Regions from separate parts of the Danio rerio genome. Here region 1 is linked to region 2. The links are chromatin contacts, called in public Micro-C maps. All regions are on one chromosome and are shown on one strand. Each heading gives the region's core, a stretch centred on a gene start, on an enhancer-like site or on the middle of the called end of the contact. The rest is flanking DNA. Distances are from core to core; before and after follow the strand shown.

Region 1 (5,648 bases), core at 455-2,954, 42 kb after region 2:
ACATGCACGCCTAGATAATCGATTTGCGTTCATGACACGTGCACACAAGACAGTGACAGTCGTGGCAAAATCAAATGCTGAATTGAACCTTTTTAAACTCCTGATTTAATATTGGAGTTACTTTTGCACGCTGGAGGAAGGACGACACCATGGCTGAAATATTTCTGTTAGACAGGCAATGTTCTGTTTTTACCTCTTTTAGTCACGCACAGCTGATGCAGATGTTGTTGTTACAAATAGGTTAACATCACATGCACAGACGTGCTGTTCAGCCACTGAAATCCTTAGGTGAACGATTGATGAGACTATTTTCAGTTTCATAAGGGCCTTTTACAGCATTGATAATGTAGATTAAATTTAGTTTAACAACAAAACATCAGTAAATAGCGCTATTCCGCCTAAACTTCTATACTGAGTTGAAGTTGCTTTCATATTCACATTGGTTCATTTCTGAACAAGGACAGCCTGTGACGCGCTCCCGATATTGTTTACCGCTTCTCTGAATACTCACTCTGAAATAGCATGTAAGTGTTGCTTAGTAATAAGTAAAATTCCTGCACACTGCCAGGTCAACCACTACATACACTTCTAACTGGCGGATGACATGAACTAATAGGGTTGTCTGCTGTCGTGTCGCGGTGCGCACATTCACAATTTCAGGAGATGTGGCTTTGAAACACAGTCCCTCCCCTGCTATCCAAAGCTAATATGCTAACCGATTAGCATTTTGGCAGATCACCTACTGCACCTTTAATGCAAAGAGTCACTTTACCTTTTACATTTTTTTTTCTAAACAAAAGCATTAAATCATCATTCATTCATCTTCTTTTTGCCACAGCAGAATGAACCGCCAACTTATCCACCATATGTTTTATGCAGCAGGTGCCCTTCCAGCTGGAGCTCATCACCTGGAAAACCCCATACACACTCATTCTCACACATACACTACGGCCAATTTAAATTACCCAATTCACCTACAGCACATGTCTTTAGACTTGTGGAGGAAACCGGAGCACCCGGAAGAAATCCACCCGAACACGAGGAGACCATGCAAACTCCACACAGAAACTCTAACTGACCTAGCCGAGGCTCGAATTAACAATTTTCTTGGTCACTAATTTGAGTCATGTGGTTTAGTGTAAAATGTAGATTTTCAGACTTTCAACTGATTAAATGAAGTGACACACAAAAGCTGTTTATTCCATGTAGTGACGCCTCTCCTCCATTGACTTCCATTAAAACAAAACAGCATTTGGTCTGCTTCCTCACGTACTGGTGTTAGCATTAGCCTGTACATCCTTTGGCTAATGATTTTTGGCTTTGCATGCTCTTGCTATGGCCACTAGTACTTCGTTTTTCCCACAAGATTTTACATTGTACTTTTAGCCTATAAATCCTCATCAGTTCGCAGGAAAAACTGGTATCCCATGTGTTCATATGCTCTGACCATCTCTCAGCTGATTATTTTCACTTAATTTAGTATTTTAATATCTCCTTGTGATGGTGGTTTCACTGTGTAAACCAAAAGAACTCTAACACACATTAGCTCATGCATGTTCAGTCAGAAAAGGTGAGTCATTAGCCGATTCACACAGTTTTATTGGCCAAAGTTAAACATTCGATTTCAAAAACAGCCTGTAAATCACAGAGGGCATTAACTGACATAATAAGCAGTTGTAAACATTCACAGCAGTGCTGGTTTCCCAGCATGCTCCTCGTGCGTGCAAACCTCCCTGAGTGTTTACATTTGTCTGACAGATAACTGAAGCAAGAGGCTTAGGGCAAGTTTGATGTTGCTGTCCTGTGAGAGCTGCTAAAGGGAAAGAGAAGGCTCCCGAAAATGGAAGTATCAAATAAGGGTTGTGACAAATGAAGAGGTCTCTAATGCACGGGTGAGTAAAACATGCTAACATGTTATTTGAAGGGACACGGACAACTGAGATGCAGATCCAAAAGCAGGTTTATTAAGAATGGTCAGGCAAGCAATGGTCAACAAATTCAAACATGCAAGCAAATTTAGAGTCATGGTCAAAAACTTGTGGATAGTCAAAAGGCAGGGAGCAGACAGCAATAAGCAATAAAACAAAGTGAGGGTCAGGCAAGGCAAGGCAAACGTGTTGTAATGCTCACAGTACAGTTAAACAAGACTGCACTGATACGTGTGTGTGCTGTTTAAATAACGAAATAACGATCCTCTGGCCATGTGTAATTTTTAGAAACAGGAACAGGTGCAAATGAGCTGTGCACGACAGCATATGTAGTCCAAAAACCAGCGGATTTGTTGTTCTATGTTGATGTTTATCTATGTTCTGCAAGGATTAGATTGCTGGTGATTGTGACACAACATATTCAATCCTACAAAATTTATGCACAATAAAAATAGAATCCCACATTAACTGTGGCGACTGAAAAAATGTTTTAAATAAATAATTTGCATTTTTAAAATTTTTAATGTAGATTCATTTCTTAAAATTATTATTATTAGCTAACGCTAATGCTAAATCACTGCTCTGGTTTTCAGTGACAAAGAAATTCGTCTAATATTCTGATTTAGTCATCACTAACATTTCTTATTATTTTTAATGTATATATAATATATATTAATATATATATTAGGGCAGTGAAATGAGTTAAAAATAACGTAATTAATCACACTTTTTATAAATAATTATGATTAATCACGAAACGCCATATTTATTACAGAAATAAACACAGGCATGTGACTGCCATTTGAATTTCAAAACAGTTAATTCCAATAACAAACAAAAATTATTTCCATGTTTGATTCTAAGCAGACAACAAACACACACACACACACACACACACACACACACACACACACACACACACACACACACACACACACACACACACAAACCAACACACAGCGAACGTGGTGAGAGAGGGATTCTTTCAGATTTATTAACATGCACAATCGCATTCATTAAATTTGCTTAAACTAAGCATTCTAAAGTATGACTGCATTTTACAAGCAAGGATTCTGACACAGCAACGTGAAGCAGACGGTTTACAAAAGTTTTGTGAGGGGGGAAACTTATGAAATGTGATGGCTCATGGAAGCAGCTTAGAGGCAGAGTATAGGGCTGTCTTTGACAGCTTACGACTTCATCTCCCACTTTCACTGCAATACATTTACATAGACACCAATACTCCGCTTTTATGATTAAGATAATACTGATTAAGAGTCTACCATGTAAGCAGCGATTTTCGATTACCTTAAAGGATCACGCGAGTCCCGAAATGCAGAGGTTTTTCTTTCTGTTCGCCATGCGGTATCAAATTCCATTAAAACATCCTGAATGAAAATATGCTGAATGAGAGTGAACAGCAGTGAAAGTCTAAAGATAAAAAAAAACACCCGAAATTGCAAAAAACTATGGAGGAAACGCAGGATAGCCTGATGATGCGACATCAATTGTTTTGTACTGAAACTTTCCTTTTAAAAGGGCGTCCTTGGTCTTTTCCGAATTTCTTTGCACGTTAAGCAAGCTGAACTGGTGCTCTAGGCAAATGGCAATCATGCCACCCTCAACCTGACAGTGACCAGTTCGCAGATGAAAATAAGGTCCGAGGGGTTCGCTCACTATTCTGCTTTCCCAAGGCGGCTGCCTAGGTCGCCTCTATGCATACGCTGGCCCTGAACACATGTTGGCCACAACAATAAATAAAAAAAAAACTGCAACTGCGTTATTGTATATATATATATGCAAATCTGATCTTAGAATGGAGAAACAGCACGACTGACAAAAAAAAAATTGCTTTCGCACGAGAAGAAAGATCGCAGATGAATGCGGAATGAGAGGATAATAATCACTCGCGCAAACAGCTGATGTGATGCGCCCGATTGTTTAAAGCGCGTGCATGCTCCTGTTTCCTTCCTTGAAGCATGCGTGCCTGGGACTCATCTGTGATCGGATCTCTTTCAAATAGTAAGGCAAAAAAGTAATGCTAATGCACCCACAGACACAGTCTTGATGCATTTAAGCTCCAAATATGTCTTTTTGTAAACAGCACCGGTTGCTTTCACTTTAAACAGATTATTAATTGGCCTTAACCGTGTGATCATCCCTATCACACAGTATGTTTTTCACCTGCTTTCTTTTGCTTACGGTTATTTTTGTTTATATGACTTAATTATCATTTTTTTACAACAACATTTGCTTTAATATGAGATTAACTCTCTATTTAGCTATGTGTAGTTAACTGATCTGAGAGACCTTTAGCGAGGATAGATTACTGTGCATATTTTTGATACATGACAACAATTATTTTTAAAACTCTATTATTTTTCTTTGGTTTTATAAAATAAATGTTTTGTTAAATAAAAAGTATACAGCTATATTTATATTGTGTTGACATTTTTTAAAATTTGTGGCTAAGAAATTATTTTTGTTTGGTGTGGTCAGAGATAAATTAGGTAAATTCTTAATTTTGAGTTCTGAAAAGTCATGTGAAATAAAAACTAATTGCAGTATAACACTATGAAACTATGACCCATTTGCTCATACACGACACACAAAATGTGAAATGAATGAGGAATGTGGACATAACACAAAATCTAAATCAAGTAATTTAAGCATGTTATATTTATGCATATAAAAATATTTTCCCAACAACAAAATTGTGGCTAGTGAAAATTCAGAGTGGCTAGTAATGTTAGAAAACTACTAGCCACTGTGGCTGGTGATCAAAAAAGTAATGTAAAGCCCTGTATATATATATATATATATATATATATATATATATATATATATATATATATATATTAGGGATGCAACAATAAAGTTAGCTCACGGTTCAATACATACCTTGGTTTTTTAACACCGTTTTCAGTTGGGTTCGGTTCTCATGGCTTGACACGTGTGTTTTTTTATTCTATAGGCAATAGGAACAGTAAGAGGTTAAGGAGAAAAAAATAAAAATGATTTATTGCAATACTCATTTGTTTTACTTAAAAGCCAAGAAAAGTACACTAGTTCCTAGTTTATTGTAAAAGAAAAAGTTAACACTGAAATCTCACAGCTGCTGGGAGCCCATGTAAAAACTTGGAAACACATAAAATCTTACACTTCGAAAGTAAATATTTATGTGAAGTTAATAAAGATAAATCGGCCATTTCAAATAAAGATATTTGTACTTAAGTAAACATAAATAAACCATCTTAATTATCTTGGTGCTGAAAAAAATGCGAGACTGTAGTCTGTAACGCGGATCGAGTGCTTTTTATAACACGACAAAAGCCTGCATTTTCAATTACCGAAAACGGCAATAAACACCCACACTGCCTTTGTTATTTTTATGTGTCTCTCGAGACCAGTTGGGCAGATTCCACCAGCTCGTTGCAGTCATGGTTATACCTGTAAAACAATGCTTGCACACAGTTATTTTTTGTTCATCGTTTTTTCTTTTATTGGCATTATGCTTACCGGCAAAACCGAAAAGTCATCACACCGCAGATTTGAAAAATGCCGGCACTTTCTCATACTGTTGCCTTAGCCTCACTTCATCGCCGCTCGCAATGTTTAAGTGTGGAATGATAGTCAAGCGCCCCCTAACTTTAGAACATAGTGATTGGATATTTACTTGCAGGGAGGAGTTTCCTCATCTCAGCTCATAGATTTAGAGGC
Region 2 (6,066 bases), core at 1,881-4,380:
ATCGCTGGGAAACTTCCACACACACATTCACACACACACTCTCATACACTAAGGACAATTTAGCCGACCCAAATCACCTGTACTGCATGTCTTTGGACTGTGGGGGAAACCGGAGCACCCAGAGGAAACCCACACGAAGGCAGGGAGAACATGCAAACTCCACACGGAAACACCAACTGAGCCGAGGTTTGAAACAGCGACCCAGCGACCTTCTTGCTGTGAGGCAACAGCACTACTGCTACTGCGCTAATAACTACTGCGCCATTGCCTCTCCCCAGAATTCATTCAAAAGCATATTAATACAGGAATGAAAACCCCCAATGTTGCTCTGCGACACACAAATGTTCTCCTTCAGCTTTGTCTGCAACTACGTTTGTTGATAAAAAAAAGGTCAATGCTATATTTAACTCATTTAATATTTCATTGTTATTGTTGTAAGTAAGTGTTGCACAAAATAAATCTCACGTTTTAAATTACAAGTTGGTATTCTGGAAACTACTGTAGCTATGTTTTAACTATATAAAATCTAATTAATAATAAGAAAACAATTATATAAGATATAATAATATATATTATAAATAATTTTTATTTAAAATCTTGATCAATAGACTCTCAAAACTAAAAGTGCAAAAGCTTTCACTGAAAGAGTTCCTTTTCAAAATGCACACTTTTGTACTTTGTATGTTCTAATATGAACTGTAATATGTATCTTTAAGGTACCAATATTGACCTTTTAGGTAGGCTATACACTTGAAACCTGTCATTTGTACCTTTATTTTTGAGTGTATTATCATTCCTAGAGCATAGATTATTTTGGATTCTTAATAATTGTTTTTCTTTTTCTTTTTTGCCAAGTGAGTTACATACAATACTAAATAATGTCATATTGCATTTGTTCAATACAATTTTGATATTAGTAGACACCTGCATGTTCAATGAATCCCTGTTGCTTCATGCTTTGGGTCGTGTTTTTTCCAAAGTAAAATAATGACCGCAGCTTTAAATTAAAATGAATCTGAAGCTCAGCACCATTATAAACTGGGCCAGCTGTCCACTTCAGTCCCACCACAGTGAGAAACAAGAATCACTTCAAATGATAAGGACTCGTGCAAGCTACTGCATATTAATTAACGACAAAGAATTTAAATAAGGAGTACTTTTCTCAAATGACACCTTTATTTCATTATGTATGCTAATAAAGTTCAGGCTGGTGTGACAGGTCACAGGATAGAAATTGTATGTAATTAAATAAAAGAGGGGCCAAACAAAAGATAATTTTGCTTAAAATTGCTGGCAAATTCAGCACTCAAATGTCAATTATGGATTATACAAAATAGTCTATTCAAGTAGGCAATTAAATGTTTCCCAAAAAACTGACTGGGTGAATTACTGTTTGGCATTTTCTTAAATGACTAAAAAAAGAAGAGAAGAAACAGAAAGAAAAAGTACAAGTATGTTTGTTTTCAAATTGTATTGCTATCATTAATGAAAAAAAAAAAACATTAGCTAAAACTAAAATGTAGATGAAAGATTTAAACTAAATATAATTGATAAACCGAAATAATGACAGACAGACAGACAGACAGACAGACAGACAGACAGACAGACAGACAGACAGACAGACAGACAGACAGACAGACAGACAGACAGACAGACAGACAGACAGACAGACAGACAGATAGATAGATAGATAGATAGATAGATAGATAGATAGATAGATAGATAGATAGATAGATAGATAGATAGATAGATAGATAGATAGATAGATAGATAGATTTTGATATTTAGAAATAACAGGATGTTATTGCATCTCCAAAAACTAATTGGTTACATCTTCAAAAATAACTTGAAAGTGAATTATCTTGTTTCTAAATGACATGAATGTCATAATAAGTCTTAATTTTTGGGTGCACTGCACCTTTATTTAATTTTATAAGGTTAACATGGAAATATGAAGTAATGAATAATGACCATAGCTTTGTACTTAGCCAAAAACACAATAAACTGAAACAAAAGTAATTGATTTATAAAACCAAACACTGTTAAACACCCAAAATGATTTTAAAGATTTCAAAGAAATGATTTGCCTGCTTCAAAGTAAAATATAGTTGTTCTACAAGATTATGCTGTGAAATCGCAGTAATTGACTCTACTGTCCTCTTTGAAGTTACACTATATGGCTGTAATTTCACAGTAATTTATTGTAACAAAAATCACAGTAAATTACTGTGAACTACCTTACGGTAATTTGCTGCAAATTTACATATAGTCTTTACTGTGAAAGTAATTAAATTATTATCTAGTAATTTACTGTGTAATTTATCTTTTTACAGTGTAAGCAAGACCATTCCCAGTTCCTGTGGTGTGAACATCCCAAAAACTTTGCCAGTAGTTCTAGAAACTATGAAAATGTTCCTTCATGGTCAAAGTCCCTAAACTCACATCAATGTTTGAGCCAGTGGTCAAGTATTCAACCTACAGATCATCTGATATTAGTTGTCAACAATTTAAGCTGGGAGAAAAAGTCCATTAACCAGAAACCTAAACCCTTTATGCTTAATATGTCATTGTTTTCTTGCCACATTTAAATTTTTCCAGACATTTTGTGTTATTGTACCTGTGTGAAAAAATGCTAACCTGTTCACTAGAGGTTACTGTAATATTCAGTGTCAGAATCAATTTTCAATGCTTAAACACAACAGTTTGAATATTGCCAAAGCTAATATCCCCAAAAAGGACATAACTCACAGTTGACCAGACCTATTGACTAGATGGAGGTCAGGAAAACACTTGGGCGTTCTTAGATAACTGCATGTGGCTGAGTGCATATTCTGGAATATAAGTGATGACAGGTTAATCCAGGCCTCGCTGGGAATGAAAGCCCTGGTATGACAGTAGTTCACACTCTGTAGCCCAACAACAGTATGGAAGTAAGCCTGCTTTCTGTGGGAGCACTGTGTTTATCTGAGCTCCAGCCACAGACACTGTGATTTGTTGAACCGTATGAAGGTTCACACTGACTCACGACACTGGGACTCAACCGAAAATGCCATACTTTGTGCTCATAAAGCAGGATTATTAAATCCAGAAGTGTGTGGTATCTGAATGGTTAACAACCAACTTATTTGGAAGAGTGGTGGATGAGACATGTCATATGAGTCATGATTGAAGAATCTTGGATGTGAATCTTAGAAAACTAAGTAAGAAAAGCTTTTGTTTGAACGGGGCATTGAGAAAGGAAAAATTGAGGTAAATGGAAATGGTTTTGAATCAACTACTAATTAGTCAATTAATTCTTTGGCTCGAAGGTAGGTTCAAGGACAATAAAACTGAGTGTTCATGATAAAGAAAGAATCTTTAAAAAAATGGTTCAAAATATCTGCCAAGTTCTCAAAAATGCACTCCAATGGATGTAAAAAAGCTTTCATTCAATTCTAAAGAAAAGAAATGTCATGTGAGGCAACATTCAAGTAACCTTGATTTCAAGTGTGTACACATCTGAGTCATATTCAGGTTAAAATACATCTTCCAAGTTCAATTAAATGTTTGTTTTTTTGTGAGTCACACTGAATTACAAGTTCATACATATTTTATAATTTATACAGTACAGTTTATAATCTAAAGCCTTAGCCCATCGCATATGTTCTCACAAATTCACTTTTTTTCAGTTAATTATGGTTAATTGCATTAAATGCAATCCTGGTGTGAAAAAAAATTATAATGTCCTATCGTGAAACTGCGAGTGTGCAGGATAATGGACCCTTTATATCACGCTGTTGTGATGCTTTTATCTCATGTGTGGATTTTTGTGTGTTTGCTAATGCAACTGTTGGTTTACATACTGAACCAAAGATTTATTGATTTGTTTTTACTTCATGTTCTCCTGCTTTTTCGGAGGATACATGTATGGTAGATTTGCAGCAGCAGCTTGTTATATTCTCAGGCAGCATGTCTGAATATACTGGCAGTAGAAAATCTCTGTACTTGCTCTGCACCAATAATCAAAGCAATAATCTGCCAAGACCAAACATATCAACATTGTTATATACATATTTATTTACATACCTCTCCTAAAGATGTCATGACAGAAACATAAACTTCTCTTATGTAACTCTATGGTCGACCAGGCTGAAAGGTACTATTCAATCTGCTACCACATGTTTTTTTTTATATATACCCTCCTCCACCCCTGTAAAGATTTGCTAGAGGGGGTTTCATCTTTGTTACTGTATGCTTTACAACAGCAATGTGTTATTCTTAGACAGCAAATTTGGAACTTGCTCTGCCCTAATAATCAAAGCAGAACCATATCAGATCGACCATCAAGACAAAACACAATAACAATGTAATTTACATATTCTTCATTCTACTAAATCTTTTAAAGAGTTGTGATGGCAAATGCAGAAAAAAGGTACTTTTAGGTTATAATAATAAAAATATAATGTCACTTATTGCCTCAGAGTGCTCAAAAATATGTCATTATTTGAAATCACTTGTGGCCAAGAGAGCTTAACATGCTGTAAAACATGAAATTACTTGTTTGTCAGCACATATGCTGCAATTGACACACATAAAAAATGCACTGCATTTTCCCACAACTCAAACATTAATAAAACGTGCTGCATGAACAGAAGAAAACAAAAACGTTTCACAGGGACCCAAAATCGTTACTGATGCCACTGTGCGTGTTATTTTGATATGCAGATTCCTGTGTATTTAGTATTAATTGGCCTAAATATCCATAACCTAAATACCCAGGTCCGTCATGTTTTAGGGTCTCCTTAGTATGGTCATAGTATGGACGCAGCCTTTATAATGCAAGCTCAGCACTCAGCGATACAATGTCAGAAACAATGCACTCAAGTGAGTGAAGTCACTGTGACAGGTAGGGTTAGGAATAGGGTTAGGTCAGCGCATTAAAAAGAAGATTACACTGCATCAGGTCTGCATCCAGACCGCTCTCTTGGACTGTGGGGCAACCTGGAGCAACTGGAGAAAACCAACAGGAACATAGGGAGAACATGCAAACTCCACATAAAAAGGCCTCTGTATGCAGCCTTTATAATACAAGCTAAGACTGCATATCTCAGTAATGCAATGTCAGACACAATGCACTCAATAGAGCTAGTGACGTCACAGTGAGGGGAAGGGTTAGGGGTGGGGTTAGGTGAGCGCATTAAAAAGCATTGGATGCAGCTTAGATTGCGCTGCACCAGGTAAGCATCCAGCACAATCCAGCAAATCATTTAATATTTTAATGTTTAAATTATTTTAAATGTACAAATTTATCTAAACTTGTATATAATGTATATATTTAATCATTCTTTTCTTTTTGACTTTTGAGTCCTTTTAATAATCAGGGGTTGCCACAGCGGAATGAACCGCCAACTTATCCAGCATATGTTTTACTCAGCAGATGCCTTTCCGGCAGCAACCCATCACTGGGAAACATCCATACACTCTCATTCACACACATACACTACAAACAATTTAGCTTGCCCAACTCACCTATACCACATGTCTTTGGATTTGTGGTTTTCCGGGGGACAAATATTTTGTTATTTTGGAGAATGGCTAATTTGTTTTACTTTGGCTAGAATAAAAGCAGTTTTAAATAATGATAATAATTCAGGGGGAGTTTACGGTGGCCGGGAAGTGCAAAACAACACTGCAAAGTGTGAAACACTTTTACAAAGCTCGAGACAAATTTACATTTTGAAAAACATTTTTACTTATCATCAGACACAATTACACAGGAAAAACTTTTTTATCAAGCAAGAAACAAATTTACATTTCAGAAAAAAACTAACAAGATGCAAAACACTTTTAAAAATCCCGAAACAAATTTACGTCACTTCTGGAGTGTGGTACATTTCCTTTCTGTAAGGAATCTGTAATTGTAAATTTGTTTCGGGATTTGTAAAAGTGTTTTGCGTCTTGTTAATTTTTATCTAAAATGTACATTTGTTTCGTCCTTGGTAAAATTGTTTTTCCAGTATAATTGTGTCTGATGATAGGTAAAATGTTTTTCAAAATGTAAATTTGTCTCGAGCTTTGTAAAAGTGT

The links. A called contact is a pair of places that touch in the nucleus more often than the background predicts.
Region 1: a Micro-C map of caudal fin shows a contact between it and region 2, with 2.3 times the contacts expected there. The contact joins two enhancer-like sites. A contact is called at or near these places in 2 of 18 Hi-C or Micro-C datasets (caudal fin and an unstated tissue).

Annotation. Positions count from the first base shown.
Region 1 is chr5:56,503,062-56,508,709 of GRCz12tu, forward strand. No RefSeq gene overlaps it. Among named protein-coding and RNA genes, the nearest start is that of trnap-ugg, 110 kb to the right of the region's middle. Within about 2 kb of position 1,705, at least 3 of the 62 cell types and tissues checked have an H3K27ac peak or open chromatin away from gene starts, as enhancers often do. A contact at or near this core is called in caudal fin, where this site is marked.
Region 2 is chr5:56,460,086-56,466,151 of GRCz12tu, forward strand. No RefSeq gene overlaps it. Among named protein-coding and RNA genes, the nearest start is that of rgmb, 74 kb to the left of the region's middle. Within about 2 kb of position 3,131, at least 6 of the 62 cell types and tissues checked have an H3K27ac peak or open chromatin away from gene starts, as enhancers often do. A contact at or near this core is called in caudal fin, where this site is marked.